Regions from separate parts of the Rattus norvegicus genome. Here region 2 is linked to region 1. The links are chromatin contacts, called in public Hi-C maps. All regions are on one chromosome and are shown on one strand. Each heading gives the region's core, a stretch centred on a gene start, on an enhancer-like site or on the middle of the called end of the contact. The rest is flanking DNA. Distances are from core to core; before and after follow the strand shown.

What was found. A called contact is a pair of places that touch in the nucleus more often than the background predicts.
Region 2: a Hi-C map of the A7r5 cell line shows a contact between it and region 1, with 2.9 times the contacts expected there. The contact joins the promoter of Brpf1 here to the enhancer-like site in region 1. A contact is called at or near these places in 9 of 12 Hi-C or Micro-C datasets (the A7r5 cell line, Schwann cells, frontal cortex and 5 more).

The regions. Positions count from the first base shown.
Region 1 is chr4:147,867,158-147,869,857 of GRCr8, forward strand. No RefSeq gene overlaps it. Among named protein-coding and RNA genes, the nearest start is that of Trnap-agg26, 12 kb to the left of the region's middle. Within about 2 kb of position 1,449, at least 12 of the 93 cell types and tissues checked have an H3K27ac peak or open chromatin away from gene starts, as enhancers often do. A contact at or near this core is called in the A7r5 cell line, where this site is marked.
Region 2 is chr4:148,010,633-148,013,332 of GRCr8, forward strand. Brpf1 (bromodomain and PHD finger containing, 1) reads left to right here and starts at 1,345. Exons shown (of 14, transcript NM_001415934.1): 1 at 1,345-1,736.

The sequences.
Region 1 (2,700 bases), core at 199-2,698:
GAATACTTGGTCCCTGTTTGGAGGAGCTGTGGCCTCGATGACAGAGTATGTCACTGGAGGTGGGGTTTAAAGATTTCCAAAAAGTCCTGTCACTCCTAGTGTGTTGTGTCCAGCTTGCAGTCTAAGCTCTAAGCTCTTAGAAACTGCCCCAGGTTCCTCCACCTGCTCTGCTCTGACGTCATGTATTCCAACCTTCTGGAGCCAGAGGCCTCAAATAAACTCTTCCTTCTACAAGTTACCTTGGTCACATTGGTATGACAGTGAGAGAAATGTAACGGACACAGTGGCATTCGACTGTACTCCAGCACTCACCAACTCAGGTCAGAAGATTGCTCTGAGTTCAGTCAAGCCAGAACTACACACCAGGACCGTGTCTCAAAAAGACAAACAATTCCTGTCAGGGGTGGTGGTGTACACCTTTAATTTCTATACTTGGGAGACAGAGGCAAACAGACCTCTGGGTTCCCAGTTAGCCTGGTCCAAACAGTAAGTTTCAGGCCAGCCAGGGTAGACCCTGGTCTACCTTCCCCCAGATAATTAAGCAATCTTCCATTACTCTTAACTCTGAGCTTTTTCAGACCTTTGTTGACCCCCAGCTTCATCTCTGACCCTTCCACACATCACATTTTGTGCTTCACCTTCCCCACACTGCTTTCAGTCTCCCAGGGATATAATGCACTTACCTGTCACTCAAGTGGTTTCTTTTCCATTGTGGCCTGCCTGACTCGAGTTTCCACACAGTAAGCGTCCATCCTGATGCACACATTCCACCAGAAGCCATGTTAGGTACCTCCCCTAAGAGCACCGACAAAAAGTCAGCATTTATCAGAGCCTGCATATTTTGACAGTTCATCTCTACATCCAGATGCACTTTTAGGACAAGTCTTTGTGTGCAATATTTGGTCACTGTGCCTCTTGCCCATGTTCCCCAATCACCTTACCATCCACTTAATGTGGTAAATGTTGGTATTCTCATCTCTTCAGTGTGGACTTAGATTTTCTTCCCTTTGTGTAAGTATTATTCTAGAAAGAAGTATTCTGGCTGCCCCAAGTCCTCACTAAAGAGTGGAGCACTGTGACCATGGTCAGTGTCCTGTATGCAGAATCAAGACTGTGTCACCAAGAGTGTTCACAGACTGCTGGTGTCTCCTTTTGCCGTGTCACAGAACCCTGATTTCACTTGCGTTGGCAACAGTTCATGTTTCCAGCCTCTTTCAATCACATGTGCCAGGTGACTCAGTTCTGTGGCATTTCCAGGCGGCTTCAAATGGCTCATAGACCAAGGGACTGGAGCACCAGCAGCCACCTCAGGCTATGAGATACTTTTAATTAATTAATTAATTTATTTATTGGGTCTCCCCCTCTCCCTCTCCTCCTCTTTCTCTCCCTCTCACACCATAATCTTGCTATATAGCCCTGGCTGGTCTGGAACTGGAAACATAGGCCAGGTTATTGCCAAACTCACAGACCACGCTCCTCCCTCCTAAGTATTGGGATTAAAGGCCTGTGCTACCATGTCTGGCCTTTTTTTTTTTTTTTTAATGTGCAAAGGCATTTTGTCTGCATGTATGTATGTGCTGATATTACATACATGCCTGGTGCCCATGGAGACTGGAAGAGGGAGGCTATCAGATCTCCTAGAGCTAGAGTTGCAGATGCTCCTAGATGCTGGGAATTGAACCCAGGTCCTTGAGAAGAGAAGCCCTTGTCTGTCGCTGCTGAGCCATCCCTCCAGTCCCAATACCATGGCTGTGAGAGATGCTTGAGGAAAGATGGTGCTGAAAGTGAACATGCAGACAGGACTCAGGCTCCTGCTCGAAACATGGGCCACAGTCATGCTTTGGAAATACCCAGACACTTTTTCTTTCTTGAGACTAGATCTCTTCATGTAGTCTAGTATGGCCACGAATTTACAATCCTCCTGCTTCAGTCTTCTGAGCTCTATGTATCACCAGGCCCAAAGGTTTGTTGCTGTTGCTGTTGTTGTTGTTTGTTTTGTTTTATTTTCTTAATGCCATGGTAACAGAAACTGTCATTAAGTCACACTGAACATTAGCACTCCATGAATATACAACCATTCACATGAAGGGTTAGACTGTATCCCACCCATGAGGCCCTGGGTCATGATTCAGGAGCAGCAGCCAGCACGGGTGATATAAATTGTGTCTTTATTTGAACATCATTCCACCTGCACTGAAGCTCAAATCCAGCAGCAGCAGAAGGGGGTGGGACCAAAAGAAATGTTACCGAATTGGACAGTGAACATCAAGGACGCGTTCAGACAGAACTAGTGGGGTGCAGACAACACCGAACTACCCTAACACACAGCACAGGTCCTTGGAGGACGACCAGTCAGAGTCCTGGGAGGGCTGCAGGCTCCGGTTCACCTCTCGGGAAGACTCTTGCTCCACCCGAAAGTTCTGAGCCAGACAAGGACCCAGAAGCCCCTTGTGCCAGGAGCCCACCCCTTCCAGGAAGGGGGTTTCCCTTTTCGGTTCATACCAGAGGCTGGAGGAGGACTAGCCCCTCTGTGCTCAAGAGGGACTCAACTTGTAGAAGCTTCCTGTCCTTATCCTACAGCCCCATCTGCAAGCCACCATCTTGGCTCTTGCAGGCCCCAGAAGAATGTAATCTTCCCCCACATCCTCCTGCTTTCGGGGCGGCTTTCCTCCATAGCTCTGGTCCTTGGGGGGCAGCGTT
Region 2 (2,700 bases), core at 95-2,594, 140 kb after region 1:
GACAATTTACAGACCTCATCTCTCTTAATCTTTACCATATCCCTGGGACAGAAGGACTATATATTATCTCCATTTAATAACGGGGAACTCAGTTACAATAAGCCATTTCTTTAAGAGAAATCACCGATTTTACGACAGACCCCACTGTTTAACGGGGAAACAACTTCTTGGAGTGCTGGTTTTATTGGCATTTCTCCAGGGAAAACTGTCCTAGGAAAACGTGCACTTTAGGGTGCTGAAAACCAAGTCTGCGTGAAAACAAAACAAGTTTTTCAGTGACTATAGCATCTTGAAAGATTTTATCATACTCTTCAATGACAAACTGCAAACCCTGCTTGACAATGATGATCCAAATTCTTTAAAATCCCCACCAAATGACACAATTTTCAAGCTCCAGGTTTACAAATGAGGAACCCAAAGAAGAATTCAGCAATTTTCCCACGTTCACACTTGAAGTGTCAGTCATATTCAATGAGCTGTGTGTTTTGACACCGTCTTCCAATCAGCCACCGGTAACAAAGTAGTCCAGCGCTGCCAATCTGAGTTCCACGGTTTTGTAGGGATGTACCCCGAACCTAGGGCCACGCCTTCCCTCCGCCTCGTCTCCCTTCCGTCTCAGATTTCAGCTGAAACCCGCCCCTTATTTTCCTAAGTCCCGCCCTTACCCTGCTGCACTGTGGTGCCCTTTCCCAGCTGTATCTTCATCCCTAGTTTAGCTCCACCTTCCAGGTTTACCCACAGCTCCGCCCTTTGTTACTTGGGACCCTCAGGCCCACTCTTCCGGCTGTGGTCGTCGCATTAGTGCGCCGCTTTCCGGCGGCTCCGCCTCCCAAACACAAGCCCCTCCCACGCTGGGCTATTCTTCTCACGTTGCCCCGCCTCTGACCATAACTGCAGGCCCCTGCGGCTCCCTTGCCTCCCCATAGCTCTGGGCCCTGCCCCCAGCTCCGCCCCGCCCTGCGCTCCCGCCCCGTCCCTCCCAGTCGCCTTCCTCGGAGACCAAGGCCAGGTCCCTACCGCAGCAGCCGCGCCAGCAGGAGGGAGGGAGCAGGAGGCGGCAGAGGGGGAGGGGAGAAGGGCGGGCTCCTCACACCCAGCCTCGCGCTGCCTGTCCGTAGTCGCAGATTCGCCACAAACGGCCCGAGGACCCCGGCTCTCCCATACTGCGATTTCGGTCTCCAGAAACTCCCGTTAGAACATGGAAGCGCCCGCTGTGCCCTGTGAGGTATCAAGAGATCTTTTCCAGACCCACAGGCTGCTCGCAAGCTCCTCAATAGACCGGCGGGGAACCGTGGCGAAAGTGCGTCTATGCAGCGCCACGGGACCAAATTTACCCTGGCGGACGCCGTCGCCGTCGCTGCTGCCGCCGCCGCTGCCACAGCCTTTGCCGCCACGGTCTCGCCGCCGCTGTCCCTGTGCCGCCTCCAGGAGCCCCCTCTCCCCATTGTCCCGGCGGCACCGGGTTCCCAGGCCAGAAGATCCAAAAGCTCGGGAAACGCGAGGGTGCTTGCGGAATTGCGACGCTGGGGCACCGGCGGGACCAGGAGTGGCAGGGGTCAGCGCGGGAAGCCGGGGGAGCCGGGCCAGAGCGTGCGAGGCAGGAGCCGGGGCGGCCACCTTCGCGTCTCGGAGTTCGGGTTTCCCCTTCTCGGCCCGTCTTTCCTCGCCGGCCTCCCCACGCGGGGTCGGAGCCCCGGCGGGCGCCCCCGGCAATGAGCCCGGACTGGAGGTGGCCGGTGAGTACGGGCCGGGTCCGGGAGGTAGTGCCAGTGGAGAAGGGGCAGCCCTGGCGAGGCGCCCTAGGCTCCTCTTGAGCTCCTTGGGCGGGGAGAATTGACAGGCCATTGGTTCGTGGGGAGCGTCCGCGGCAACAGTGTTCCCTTTGAAGCTGCCTGGGCCAGTGGCTGAAGGGAAACCTTGTTTGACTTGTTACACTTTGACAAAAGGAAAGTGGTGCAGCATCCGGGAGACTGGGCTCTAGCCCCGCGGGCCTTGTCCCACCCCCTTCCTCATACTTTCTTCAGCTCCTGGAGTTCCCGGGAGTAGATGCTTCCGCCATACCCTAGGGCCCCAGGGCTTTCAGAGCTCAGTACCTCTGACGCCAGGTCCCTTGGGGCACTGTGCTAGTTCGGGAACCAGGGCAGCAAAGCCAGAACGACAGCGTTCACCAGGGACCCGGCTTGGAAAGAGTTGAGCTTGTTTGCACCTATAATTGGTTTTGTGTTTAAAGGCACAGCAGCAGGTAGGAAATAGAAGTGAGTTGGAGTTGAATGTGTAGCTTGGCTTGAGTTGTTGCCGATAGATGGACGAGAGCTGCCCATTCTCGTGGTTAAGACTCAGGAGAAAGAAGGCTGAGAGTCAGTGTTTGTCAGGGAGGTTAGGTAGGCCCTGCATTGGTGGTCCCAAGCAACTAGTCCTGAGAGAAATTAGGCCAGTACCAGGCTAAGCTGGGCTCCCTGGGGTTTAGTGCCATCTGCTGTCTCTACTCTCCCAGAAACACTGCGATGGGGGAGGGTTAGCCCTTGAGAACCTTGGAACATAATGCCTAGATTTTTGTTCATGTTTGTGCCCTTAGGGCCTGGCACTCTGTAGTCCCTGAGTTAATGTTGCATGAATCTGTAAATGAGGAAATCAAGTGCAGCTTGTGATGTTTTCCCTGTGTAAATGACCATTTTCACATGGTTTCTCCCTATGTCTTCC